Regions from separate parts of the Canis lupus genome. Here region 1 is linked to region 2. Evidence: chromatin contacts called from public Hi-C data. All regions are on one chromosome and are shown on one strand. The core of a region is the stretch at or near the end of the contact, and the rest is flanking DNA. Distances in the headings are between cores, read along the strand shown. Region 1 holds the start of CCDC83 (coiled-coil domain-containing protein 83). Region 2 overlaps CCDC81 (coiled-coil domain-containing protein 81).

Region 1 (6,383 bases), core at 213-2,712, 470 kb before region 2:
TTCTTGAGGTTTAGGAGCAAAAAAAGTAAAGAGAGAAGCAAAACAGGACCAAGGAGCTTACAGAGCCGGGTGTTATCACACAAGCACTTAGTGGAGGAGGCTGCAATTCCGTTAAGGACCAAACCCCAGGGGACTGTCGCACCCAACCCGGGCCAGCAAGAGCCCTGCGGGTGGAAGGGCAGGGGGGCAGGGGGGGCAGAGGGGCAGGGGGCAGGGGGGCAGTGGGGCAGGGGTCAGGGGGGCAGAGGGGCAGGGGGGCAGGGGGGCAGAGGGGCAGGGGGTAGGGGGGCAGGGGGGCAGGGAGGCAGAGGGGCAGGGGGGCAGGGGGGCAGAGGGACAGAAGGGCAGGGGGGCAGAAGGGCAGGGGGGCAGGGGGGCAGGGGCCAGGGGGGCAAGGGGGCATGGGGGCAGGGGGGGCAGAGGGGCAGGGGGCAGGGGGGCAGGGGGGCAGGGGGGTAGGGGGGCAGAAGGGCAGGGGGGCAGGGGGGCAGAAGGGCAGGGGGGTAGGGGGGGTAGGGGGGCAGAAGGGCAGGGGGCAGGGGGGCAGAGGGGCAGGGGGTAGGGGGGCAGAGGGGCAGAGGGGCAGGGGGGCAGGGGGGCAGGGGGTAGGGGGGCAGGGGGGCAGAGGGGCAGAGGGGCAGGGGGGCAGGGGGGCAGAAGGGCAGGGGGGCAGGGGGGCAGGGGCCAGGGGGGCAAGGGGGCATGGGGGCAGGGGGGGCAGAGGGGCAGGGGGCAGGGGGGCAGGGGGGCAGGAGCCAGGGGGGCAGAAGGTCAGGGGGGCAGGGGGGCAGAGGGGCAGGGGGTAGGGGGGCAGGGGGGCAGGGGGGCAGGGGGGCAGAAGGGCAGGGGGGCAGGGGGGCAGAGGGGCAGAGGGGCAGGGGCCGGCCGCGCACACCCCCGCCCGCCCCGCGAGCGCCTGTTAAGCCACGCTGCGGTCTCGGCGCAGAGCCACGTGCCACGTGTCCGCACAACCGAGCGCCTACAGGTTTAGCCGTCGAGGGAGGCCGGGAGGGGGCGTGCGTTAGTGTGCAATCAGCAGGGTGCGCTGCGGGGGTGAAAATCGCGCGGGGAGCAGGCGGGAGGGCGCCATCTCGGCGGCAAAAGGCAGCAGCGCGGGCCTTCGGCCGCGCCTCTTTCCTGTGCGGCCACCGGGAGGCGCGCCCGGCCCGCGGGAGCTCCTGCGCGGGGCGGGGCGGGGCCGGGCGGGGCGGGGCGGGGCGGGGCGGGGCAGCCCGCGCGCGCGCGTCGCCTTGGAAACGGAGGGCGCTGGCGCCGCGGCGGAGGGGGTGGGCCGGGTCCCCTGGCGGCGGGCGAGTGCGGACTGCGGGCCCCTGCAGAGCCTCCGCTCCCGGACGCCGTGGAGGGCGGTAGCGGGACTGGCGGGCCTCCTGCCTCGGCCCCGACCCCTCCCGTCCGGCACCTGAGGCCCGACCTCCCCGCCCACCCCCGCCAGTCCCGGGGCCTGCCCTGCGCCCACGGGGGCCTGGGTCGCGCCCTCGGGCGTCCTCCCCGGGCCCTGCTCCGGGACCGTTGGAAGCCGCCGGGAGCGCTGCTCAGACGCCCACCTCTCTTCACGCAGGACACAGAACCCGAAGATCTTTTGATCTGACCAAAATATTAACCGCCTTGCAGTAGAACCCCCGGGTGTGTTGCTCGTTTGCCCTTCTAGATCTTCCATTCCCGGAGGGCAGGATCTGAATTTGATTCAGGTTCGTAACCTTTTTTTTTTTTTTTTCCCCAGAAAGCCCCATATTATTTTTTTTATAATAAATTGATTTTTTATTGGTGTTCAATTTGCCAACATACAGAATAACACCCAGTGCTCATCCAGTCCAGTGCCCCCCTCAGTGCCCGTCACCCAGTCACCCCCACCCCCCGCCCTCCTCCCCTTCCACCACCCCTAGTTCGTTTCCCAGAGTTAGGAGTCTTCGTGTTCTGTCTCCCTTTCTGATATTTCCTACCCTTCATGCCCTCACCTCACAGGCAGCCTCTAGCATACAGTAGATGCTCAGTAAACCAGTTCTTCCATTTGTTTGGAGCTTTATTGCTTGACAGTACTTCCAAAGTACTTGAGCTTCCTTGATAACCCTGGGAGGAGGCAGGAAAGATGAAGAGAACTCAGGATCAGGGGGTTTAGAGGCTTGTTTGGGGTTATAAAACTGATAGTGGAGGGGCTAGGACTTGACTCAAGCCTTGCTTGGCTTAGTGTTCTTAGCACATTCCCAGTCTTGTGAATGCGTTTTGAGTGAAGACTCACACCCCCTTGCATCCTTCTCAGTACCAGTACACAGCCCTCCCCTGTGGGTACTTTCTGAGTGGCCTGAATGTTGTTGATGGCCTTAACCCTCACTCTCTCAGTCCATAGATTGGCTTCAGCTCCCCGCCCTGGATGCTGCAACATCCTTCTTTTACAATTCAATTTCACACTACCTTGCTTCTTCAGTCCCCTTCTCACTCCATGATTAACTCTCTGTTAGACAAGAGAGAGTTGAGGAGGAGGATGAGAGGTGGAAGATGTCTCATTGAAGGAAAAAAGTATATACATAGATATGTTTCTGTGAAGGCAGAGAAGGAAAATAATGAGATTGGGTATTTATCATTGTGTGTGTGATAACCGCTCGTGGATTTCCTTATTGCCACCCCAAGACCTGACTCCAGCAGATCTTTTTCATAATCACCACTGTTATTTGATGATAGAAACTTTTTTGTTCTCCACCATCAGAGTATGAAAATACTGCATGCATTTCCATAATCTTCACAATATTCTTTTCATGATTATGTTTCTTTTGTGACATTTCTAAGCTTGAAGGACAGAAGGAGTTGGGGGGAAAATGTAGTTCTGGTTGCTAGATAAGTTAGTATAAGATAGTGCTTTTCAAACTATGTTATTAGCAATTCTGGATCAGAAGATAGACCAATTATTAAGCTAAGAATCCAGTATAATTTGGGAACTGCAGTTCAGAAATGTGCTACTGACCAAAGGATTTGTGCTGGCAAAGAAAACATGTGGCAATGTAATGTAAATCATCAATTAGGCAAGTGAAAGTTGTCACTTATCCAGATATTTTATTTATTATTTTATTTATTATTATTAGTGTCATTTATCCAGATATTTTATTTATTATTTTTTAAAATATAAGGTACATTAATAATAGTTAACTTTATTATTATCTTTTTTTATTTTAAATAGGCTCTACACCCAACATGGGGCTTGAACTTACAACCCTGAGACTAAGCCAACCAGGCACCTATATCCAGATATTTTTAAATACTTCAATTTGAGTATATGGTGGTTTAACAAGTATCTCCAAACTGGCTGTGTTTTACTTTTTAAAGCTATTTTGGACTGTATATACATAATCTATACAAAAGGAGGACTGAATTTGTTTGAAACTAACTTTTAGGTGATATTCTCACTACTAAAAGCCTTTAAATGAATTTAGAGTTTTTTTTTTTAACATACACTGAAGAACACTTTTTAAATATTTAAAAATTGTATTAAAAATATGTTCTACCATAAGAGAGTATTTGCATTTAAAAGTGATTTACTAGGACACCTGGGTGGCCAAGTGGTTGAGCATCTGCCTTCAGCTTAGGGCAAGATCCTGGAGTCCCAGGATCAAGTCCCACATCAGGCTCCCTGCGTGGAGCCTGCTTCTCCTTCCGCCTGTGTCTCTGCCTCTCTCTCTGTCATGAATAAATAAATAAAATCTTAAAATAAAATAATAAAATAAAAAAATAAAATAAATAAAATAAAATAAAATAAAAGTGATTTACTTTCAGGGCCCCCTGGGTGGATCAGTCAGTTGAGCATCCAACTCTTGATCTTGGTGCAAGTCTTGATCTAGGGTTGTGGATTTGAGCCCCACATTGGGCTCCACGCTGGGCGTGGAGCTTACCTTAAATAAACAAACAAACAAACAAACAAACATGATTTACTTTCTAAACTAAGGATATGTACGACATTATGAGCAAATAAATAGGGTCATTGGTAAAGAAAGTGAGTACACATGATTTGCAAGTCAGTCATTCAAATTAGACATTTATTGAACATCTAGTTTGCATCCATGGAAGATCCTGGCCTATGTTCCAACATATATTTTTTGCAAGTCCAAAGATGAAGTGATTAGTTATTATTCAGTATTAAAGGAGTTGTATTTTGTTGAGAATGAATGCCATGAATGTTTTCAAATATATACTGCAGTTAACACTGTAATGAGATATTATTATATTATTATTGTTGTTGTTTATTAGAGTTACACATTTATAGGTAGGTAATAGCAGAGCCAGGACTAGATAGATTTCAAGACTTCCAACACCCACATAGAGATCTTTTAACTAAACCATACTCTCAACCTCTGATGGAATCTTATTCAGAACTTCTGCTATTACTAATGCTATTAAATGAATATCTTCCATTTTAATCTACATTTATATAAAAACATTGGCTAATCAACATCAGAATCCATTCTAAATGTCTGGAAACGTATCAGGGCAGAGCTGCCATCCCTCCCAGCCTCCATAAAATTCGGAAAGAGTCAGTAGGAGGCTTCTGGATATTCGTCCCAAATGAAAAAGAGTCATGAGGAACCTTCTAGATACTGAGCTAGGATCCTGAGAATCCATTTTTTTGTTTTTTGGATAATTTTGCAGAGTAAAGTAAGACATGGGTTAACAGTACATTTGAAGAATGTGGCTATTATATGTCCATTTTTTTCCAAACAGCCTACTTACTTTTCAGTGAAAAGCACTTGGGGAATATATTTTGAAACATTTTCTGATGGGAAATGATTATGGAGTGGGCTCTGACAAGGCTGGACACCCAGTCTTCAAACTCAGCTTCCTCACCTGTCCTCCCACCACAACGTATATTGAAAGCCCAGTGTTGGGAAGCCTGGGTGGCTCAGTGGTTTAGCGCTGCCTTCAGCCCAGGGTGTAATCCTGGAGACCCGGGATTGAGTCCCACGTTGGGCTCCCTGTATGGAGCCTGCTTCTCCCTCTGCCTGTGTCTCTGCCTCTCTCTCTTTCTCTCTCTCTCTCTCTGTGTCTCTCATGAATAAATAAATAAAATCTTAAAAAAAAAAAAAAGAAAAAGCCCAGTGTTGGGAGAGGAAAAACAGGCACAGAAGGTCACCCTGTAGTCACGATCTTGGGAGCATTCATTACATGCACAATCTTTCTAGTCTTTTAAAGTTGCTCATTATTTTTTTGAAGTTCTGCTGGAGTATATTTCTTTGTCTGAGTAGCGATCTTGTCTCTTCATATTTTAAAATTAAGGGTCAGGTAAAGTGCCATGCACAGAGCAGGCACTAAATAGATGTTTGCAGTTACTGGCAAACAGATCAAGTGTCCCTCTGTCAGGAATTATTCTTTGTGAAACCTTCCTGAAAGGTAATCACATTATTTTGTGAGTTTTTTTTCTAGGATTCTCACCTTTTGCTGAGATAGAAATCCTCTAGGTGGTCAAGAACTGTAAATCCTTGTAAATATTTATGAAAATCCCCATTGTTTGTAGGACATTATCAAATGTAGAAGTACTTAGTACTTTCTGAAGTAATGTCATTAGCTCATTGCAAGAATGCATCTATTAAAAGGGCAACCGATGCTTCCTAATTTTCTGAAAAATATATAAAACAATGAATCTTAATATAGTTTTTGCATAAATCATTTGTGCTTAATGGATCCACATTTTCACTCATGTTTTATTAAAGTCCTTTGTCATGAGCCTCAGTTACGTAACTATACTTTAGTCAGAGAGTTTAGCCAGGTAACTGAGGTAATTGAGCACGATGAGGTCATCCCCCCTCCCCCAGCACCAGATGGGTACTGTAGGTGGAAACTTTAACACTTGATCTCTTCCATATGACTCATAAAGAGAACTAGAGAACTAGAGATCGAAGTTAGCATTTGTTTTAACTTTTAACTGAAATATTTATAATAAAAATCACTGTCGAACAGTAACTGTTGTGAAATGAAACACTGGTCAGCATGCTATCTTTTTGTTCAATAGTCAAGTTAAAAACTCTAATTCTAAAATGGAAAATAATATAAAAATTCAACTCTGCATCTAAAACAAAAGAAAGCAATTTTTTCTCAACTGAGAAGTTTCTGTGAACTACGATGGTATAAATGACACATTTTGGTGTGTAGATTATGGAATTATTCTCAAGATTTTCATATCTGAGAAGATATCACTTAATATATCACTGTCTTAATGTGCTAATTTTTTTGTTTTATCACCTATATGCTTTTTAGTTGGGAAGTATTATAGTATGTTTCCATTCATGCATACTGGAGTCTGTTAGAGTATAGAGATGAACACATTTTGGCTGGAAAAGAAAAGGGTCAGACATAAAGACTGAGCCTTGATGGAGGTCTAGGTA
Region 2 (6,885 bases), core at 3,124-5,623:
TAGAACACCTGGTGGAGAAAAGAATTCTGCTGTGGTGTATTAGAAATACCTGTTATGGATATGGGATTGGAGAATGCTGTCGTTATATGTTCCATACTTGCCATCTCTGCCCTCATCTTCGCTTCCATGTAGGGTAGCTTTATTGTCATTTTGTGGTGGGTAGGGAGGCATGGGGGGGAGGAGAGTAGGAATTCTCCTTGGAAATGAAAGTTGGAAATAAGGAGATGGACTTTCCATATGAACACATCCAAGGCTGACGGAATGGTCATTTAGGAGCAGAGCCAGGGGTTGTGTGTAAGATTGGCAACTGGGAGACCGAGATGCCCATGGTGGAACCAACCAAGAACATCTTCCTGACATTTATTAGATCTGTACCCCCTCTCCCCAGCTCTCCATCAACAATCTAGACTTAGGGAATCTAGTTATAGCTTTGAGAATTAACACTAACTTTGGAGAGGCAGCTAATCTTTTTGTCCTACTTTTTCCTTTCGTAAGATGAGGAAAGTCAACACCTGCCTTACTTAGCTAACATAGGAGTTTTTGTGATCAAATAAAGAGATGGAAAAATATTATACTTAAAAAAAGAAAATACTTTACAAATGTATGATTTCATAGTATGTTAAAAACTTGAACAGACCAAGCCTATACAGTCAAATGTTATTAAGTCATTAAAAAAAATATTTTATTTATTTATTTGAGACAGAGAGAGCATGAGCAGGGGCAGAGGAAGAAGGAGAAGTAGGCTCCCCACTGAGCAGGGAGCCCTACATGGGGCTTGATTCCAGGACCCTGAGATCATGACCTGAGCCAAAGGCAGACACTTAACCAACTGAGCCACGCAGGTGCCCCAAATGTCATTTAATCTTGAATATACCAAAATAATATTTTAAATTCCCACTTATCAACTAATTTTTATCATAGATAGAACTTGTCATAATAAATCTTGATCTGTAGCTCCTTTTTCTTTTAAATTCATTTATTCATGAGAGATGGAGAGAGAGAGATAGAGAGAGAGAGGCAGAGAGAGAAGCAGACTCCATGGAGGGAGCCTGATGCGGGACTCAATCCTGGGTCTCCAGGATCACGCCCTGGGCCGAAGGCAGGTGCTAAATCCCTGAGCCACCCAGGGATCTCCCTGTAGCTCCTTTTTCTTTTAGATTTTCTCATCAGGCATTTCTTATCCGTCTCTCTAATGGGTAGAACCTGTATTTTGTTACAATGGCTGTAAGAGGGATGACATGGCAAATAGGTTCCAAAGTAGCAGTAGGATTGTTTGGCCTGGAGAAGAGAAAGGGGAGCTGGGGGTTCAAGGCATTTTCTCAAGGTTGGGGAAAAACAGGTAAAAGGCAGTGAGATTAATGTCAGGGGAGATTTTGCTGGATTTTGGAAGAATGCTTGGCCAACGTGGTGATAAAGGATGGAGGAGACACAGGAAACAACCTTCAATGTCAGGATGACAGGCAACCCTGTCACCTGCAGACTGAGGCCATGTGGTGGGCAGGGCCTCAAGCAGGAGCAGGGAGGAAGAAGGAATTGGTTCGTATCAAAAAGAAAACAAAGCAAAAGCAAAAACAAGCTTTACATGTAAGCAGTTAGCATATGATACTCTGTCCCAGCACCACGGCAAGCCAGGTAGGTCTCCTCCTGCCCATTATTTGTTCTTTTTCCTTGTAAGGCTATCCTTGATGGTCCTTTTTACAGAATTACACCCATGTAGTTTTGGTTGAGAAGGGGGACATACCAGGGGCCGTCTTGCGTTGAGAAAAATTGTTGAGGTGCAAAATCAGCTACTGACGTCGCTTCATCTCTGCTTTGAGTCGCTTTAGTCCTCTTCCTCTTTGACTCCACCTCCTCTCCTGCCCTTTAGGCTAGAGGCCTCTGGGCTCCTGGGACTTTTCCTTGCAAGGCTACTCCTAGCTGTCTGCTGGGGCTTAACAGTTAACCAGCAGCTTAATTAATGGCCTGTTTCCCTCTCAGTGCCGTTTCTGAGAGCCCAGGAGGTAAAGGTATCCACATGGCAAAGCTCTGTGTGCTGGCTGTGTGACCCTGGGCAAATTATGTCTTTTCTGAGGGTTTGGGTGGGCTGGTTGTGAAGGCACCAGCTCAGAGCCTTTTATTGACTGGCGATGGCAGAGGTTTGGAAGCAGTGATGCCACGCTGGGTTGGGCTGCAGGTGGAGGGGGGCGGAGGCTGTAGGGGAGCCATCACAGGTAGGTGGTAAGCACCTGGGGGGGGGGGAGCAGTTCTGCGTCTCTTCTACTGCACTGGCTTCTGGACTAGGCCCCCAGCACGGACTCAGGGAATGCCTAATAACGATTGCTTGTCCTCACCTCTCCTCAGGGCGTCAGACAAACTCTTCCTCCTGGACCAGTGTGAGAAGTATCGGCGCTGCAAGCAGTGCCAGAGGCGCACCTCCAACGTGGGCGAGAGCAACCTGTGGCCCCTGAACAAGTATTTGCATGGTTCCCGGTTGCTCGTATAAAACCCAAAGTCTGGATCTACGTTTTCCTGGGGAAGATTTTTTTTTTTAAATGTTTAGGCATGATGGTGAAACTACCTATTTTTACTTTAGAGGGAAAAAGTTATTGTGCTGCTTTCAGGAGCAGATTGCTTTTCACCCCTTGTAGAATTCACATGAGTAGGGTCTCCCCTCTAACTTCCCATTGCTCCCACAGAACCCTGCTGCCCCTGGGGGCTGGGAACAGGGGACCCAGCCTCATTCTGGCTGCGGGAGTGCTGCTGACCCTGCCTTGCCACTTCCTCTGTGACTTTGTGTAAGAGACTTTATCTTTTCTTCATCTGTAATGAATAGTGTCCTAATAAATATTTTCTATATGCCTGACTGTGCATCATGGTAAATTTTACGAGCTCACCCCAGAGAACTGTATATGTGAACATTCCAGAGGAAGATCAGGTTATTTGTCATAAGAGGTCAGAGCAATGCTTTCTGAGTTTTCTAGTTGAAGATACACCTGGGACTTTTATTTTGGAACTTCAGGGGATCTTATTATCTTGGTGCCCTTCCTTTTTTTTTTTTAAATTAAGATTTTATTTATTTATTTGAGAAAGAGCATGAGTGGGGGTGGGGAGGGTGTGAAGGGGCAAGGGCAAAGGAAGAGGAAGAAGCAGGCTCCCTGCCCAACGAGAGGGCTTGAGGTTTGATCCAGAACTAAGCCCAAGGCAGATGCTTACCTGAATGAGCCACCCAGGCACCCCCACCCCCAACTGCTTGGTGCCTTCTGGCCAACCATTCCATTATAGGTTTACTGTTGGGCTAAATGTGTGCTGGGAGGGGAGTCTGGCTGGCCTGCCAGGTGCCACCTTCCTCTCTAATTGCTTCACTGGCATTCATGTCTAAGCAGCAAGTGCTATGGAAGAGGAGTATCTTCCTGCTAAAAGACTGATTTTCAGTTAAGGTAGGGGTGTTCTAAACCAAAAGTCATTTTATCTTCATCGTTTACCTTTTCTCCACCTGCCCTGTCCAACCATCTCAGGCAAACCAATGAGCAAAGCAGAATGAAGTCTAGATTTCTGAAATACAAAAGATAGGAATACAGTCCCTTAGACTGTTTGCTTTCTGTCCGCCACATCTTTCTTAGTAAATGAGGGAAAGTATATGTGGCAAGACATCTAAAACATTGTTTCTGCCACAAATACAAAATAAGAATGTTTGGAGGCCTGAATAGTTAAAGGGAAGATACTTGGTCAAATTGATATTTGGCAAATTTTGTTTTTTTCTATGGAAATAAGCATGCTTAGTGGGGACTGGAATTGTCTGGAACCTCTCCCTAGAGGCTTCTTACATTGCCACTTCTGTTTTTTCAGAAGATCACTCCATGCAGGACCAGTCATCACCAACCAATATTGACAGCCATAGCTTTTCCCCAGTACTACCTGACTTGCCTGAAGTCCATACCTGCTACACCCTTGGAGTATGTCTCTGTCTCAAATATATAACAAAATACTATAATGGTGTTGTAGTAATATATTTTTAAAAGCATATACTGCCTTGTTAAAAAAAAGACTTAGGGAATTTCGATAAGTTTGAGTGAAAACTTTTTACTCAAACACTTTTTACTATAGGAACTGAACTTAAAATCTGTTGCCATTTATAGTGGTACTGACTCTTACTGTGTGCCAAGCACCCAGCTAATTTTTGGTGACTCGGAGATTAAGACTCATTTGTCCCTGTCTGCCTTCAGAGCACTTACTGTGTGGTGCAGAGGTGAGATATGATTTAGAAAATCGCCTTGTAACAAGGTAAGTACCCAACAGTTCTGTACATGGGTTGCTATGGAAGAACAAGGTGGAGCCCTTGTAGTCAGCTGAGCCTGGCATCGAAAGGGGAAGCTTTTGGAGGAAATGAGGCCTAAAATGAATAGGAAATAGCTAGGTAAGGGGTGACAAGGGGTCAAGGCAACAGATGTCAAAGCCCTGTGTTCCTGCTATCAAGGCTAAGATGGAAATGTGGTTATATGAGTTGAGTTATGAAACCAAATATGTTTTGTTATCAACCATTTTAAAAATCAGCCTTTATTTATAGCCTGTCGTTAACATAATTGATTTCATATAATAGAGAAAGGACAGTCTCTTTTTAGAAAAAGTCTTCATAATTTGGTATCTTTTTACTGATTTTTTTTAAAGGTTTTTTTTTTTTTTTTAAGATTTTATTTATTTATTCATGATAGACACACAGAAAGAGAGAGAGAATGGGGCAGAGGGAGAAGCAGGCCGGGAGCCTGACGTGGGACTCGATCCTGGGACTCCAGGATCACGCCTTGGGCCAAAGGCAGGTGCTGAACGACTGAGCCACCCAAGAATCCCCCTCTTTTTACTGATCTTAACTCTTAATCTTGTAGTAGTCCAACCCTGTTATTAGGCCAGAGTCAATCAGAATGGCCTTTCCTAAATCAGTATGAATTATTATCATCAAAGATATGTCATTCCCAGAGTTATGGCACTGCCAGACAAGACTAACATATCACAAGTTTGTGGACTCTTTTGAGTATCTCATGAAAATTATGGACCCTTTCCTAAAAACATGTCCATTTTCATCTATAACATTTTGCATGCAATCAGAGGTTTTCTATACCATCTGGACACAAGTTGGGAACTCCTGCTCTGGGTAGCTTTCTTTCAGTATCATTATAAGCTTAAGCTATCAAAAGTGAGTAAAGTGAGGACTTTGTTTATGAAAATGCCTTTTCACTTTTAGAGAACTATGTCCACTTTTGTCTTTCTCTTTGACTCTTCACAAGAACAGTGAGATGAGAGTTGGGAAGCTATTTGAAAGCACATACTCCAGTATTTCTCAAATCCTCTAAGACTCAGTAAAAGAAATATGTTTCACATCACAACACAGAACCCATGCTCACACATATAATTGAGACAAGAGTTTTATAGAGCTATGCTTACCCATCTATCTGCAATGCATTCTAATTCTATTTTATTTCATTAAAAATTCTGATTAGATTAAACAAAACTGACTTAAGAATTCACTAATGTAAATAGATCATTTTCAGTCTGATAAGCACACTTTTAATATAATTCTTCCCTCCACTGTCTTCTCATAGTAAGTGTGTAGTTTGCTGGAATTCATTAGTGGTTAAGATGATATTATAATGGCATTCAGCCAGGAGCTTGAGGAATGTTGAGGCTCTATCTTGTCATAACTCGACCATTTTCTTATGAGGTATCCCAAGAAAAGCAGGTAGCTCTTTGCTACCCCCTCTTCAAAAGTCCCAGAACTACTTCTTCCAATGCATTTGGCGGTCAGAGAGAAAGGAGCTAGAGATAGAACGAGTGAAAACATATGCCCTAATGCCTAGACTGCAGGCTGGGGGAGGCCTTCGAAATTTAAGAAAGAAGTGTGAACTAGTTGCAGCCTCTGTCTTAATTTAGTCTTAGTCTGTGGGTAGGAGAGGAGGAAGTGGACTACACACAGCCCAGCCTGAACAGCTGTGTGAATTGGGCTGTGTACTGAGGCGCTCAGTTCCCGGTTTTCTATTGCTGCTGTAACAGATGATCACAAACCCAGTCGCTTAAAACAATACAAGTTTACTCTCCTACAGCTCTAGAGGTCAGAAATGTGCAATCAGTCCCATTGGGTGAAAGTCAAAGTGTTAGCAGGACTGGTTCCTATGAAGGCTCTGAGAGGAGCATCCTTTTCCTTGCCTTTGCTAGCTTCTAGAGCTCTTTACACATCTTGACTGGTCCTTCTTCCATCCTCAAAGCTAGCAGTGTAGCACCTCCAAGCCTCCCCCTGCCTCTCTCTTATCAACACAGTTGTGGTTACCTTTAGGATTCACCTGATACTACAGGATAAATTCCTCATCTCGAGATCCTTAATCACATTTGCAGAATTCTATTTGTCATAGAAAGTGACATGCACATGTTCCAGGGGTTAGGACATGGGTGTTTAGGGGGACCGTTATTCAGCCTACCACAGGGTGACTGGGATCTAAAATTCAGCTCAAGCTCCACTCCACACATCAAGCCCTGCATCAGAAGGCAAGCAGTAAGACACTTGCAGCTGCTGGCATCTTTCCTTGGATCTAGGCTACATAGCTGTATCTGAGGGTTTTCTTGGGGATTTGGTTGGTTTTGGTTTTGCAGGATTATGTAGGGATAGGAGGGGAAGAAGGAAGGACATTCCACAGTTCACATGTTAAAGGCTTATTATGTATTTTTTGGTAATGTTCTAGTCATAATTTGTAATGTTCTTTTGTTTTTTGTAGTCTTAAAGTTTTGATATCAGGGTAATGACCTCATAAAATGAGTTGAGAAATGTACCCCTTTCTTCTATCTTCTGAAAGATACTATATATAATTGGTATTCTTTCTTTCTTACATACTTGGTAGAACTGAGTAATGAAACCATCCAGGC

The links. Hi-C and Micro-C count contacts between places; a contact is called where the count stands out from the background.
Region 1: a Hi-C map of blood shows a contact between it and region 2, with 6 times the contacts expected there. The contact joins the promoter of CCDC83 here to the enhancer-like site in region 2. A contact is called at or near these places in 3 of 9 Hi-C or Micro-C datasets (amygdala and blood).

Annotation. Positions count from the first base shown.
Region 1 is chr21:13,693,117-13,699,499 of UU_Cfam_GSD_1.0, reverse strand. CCDC83 (coiled-coil domain-containing protein 83) reads left to right here and starts at 1,462. Exons shown (of 10, transcript XM_038568399.1): 1 at 1,462-1,709. It overlaps LOC111091500 (a long non-coding RNA gene), which reads right to left. Exons shown (of 12, transcript XR_005375568.1): 4 at 5,434-5,617; 5 at 3,778-3,899; 6 at 1,977-2,088.
Region 2 is chr21:13,225,754-13,232,638 of UU_Cfam_GSD_1.0, reverse strand. CCDC81 (coiled-coil domain-containing protein 81) reads left to right here. Exons shown (of 13, transcript XM_038568371.1): 13 at 2,341-2,847. The coding sequence ends at 2,482. Among named protein-coding and RNA genes, the nearest start is that of CCDC81, 42 kb to the left of the region's middle. Within about 2 kb of position 4,373, at least 2 of the 20 cell types and tissues checked have an H3K27ac peak or open chromatin away from gene starts, as enhancers often do. A contact at or near this core is called in blood, where this site is marked.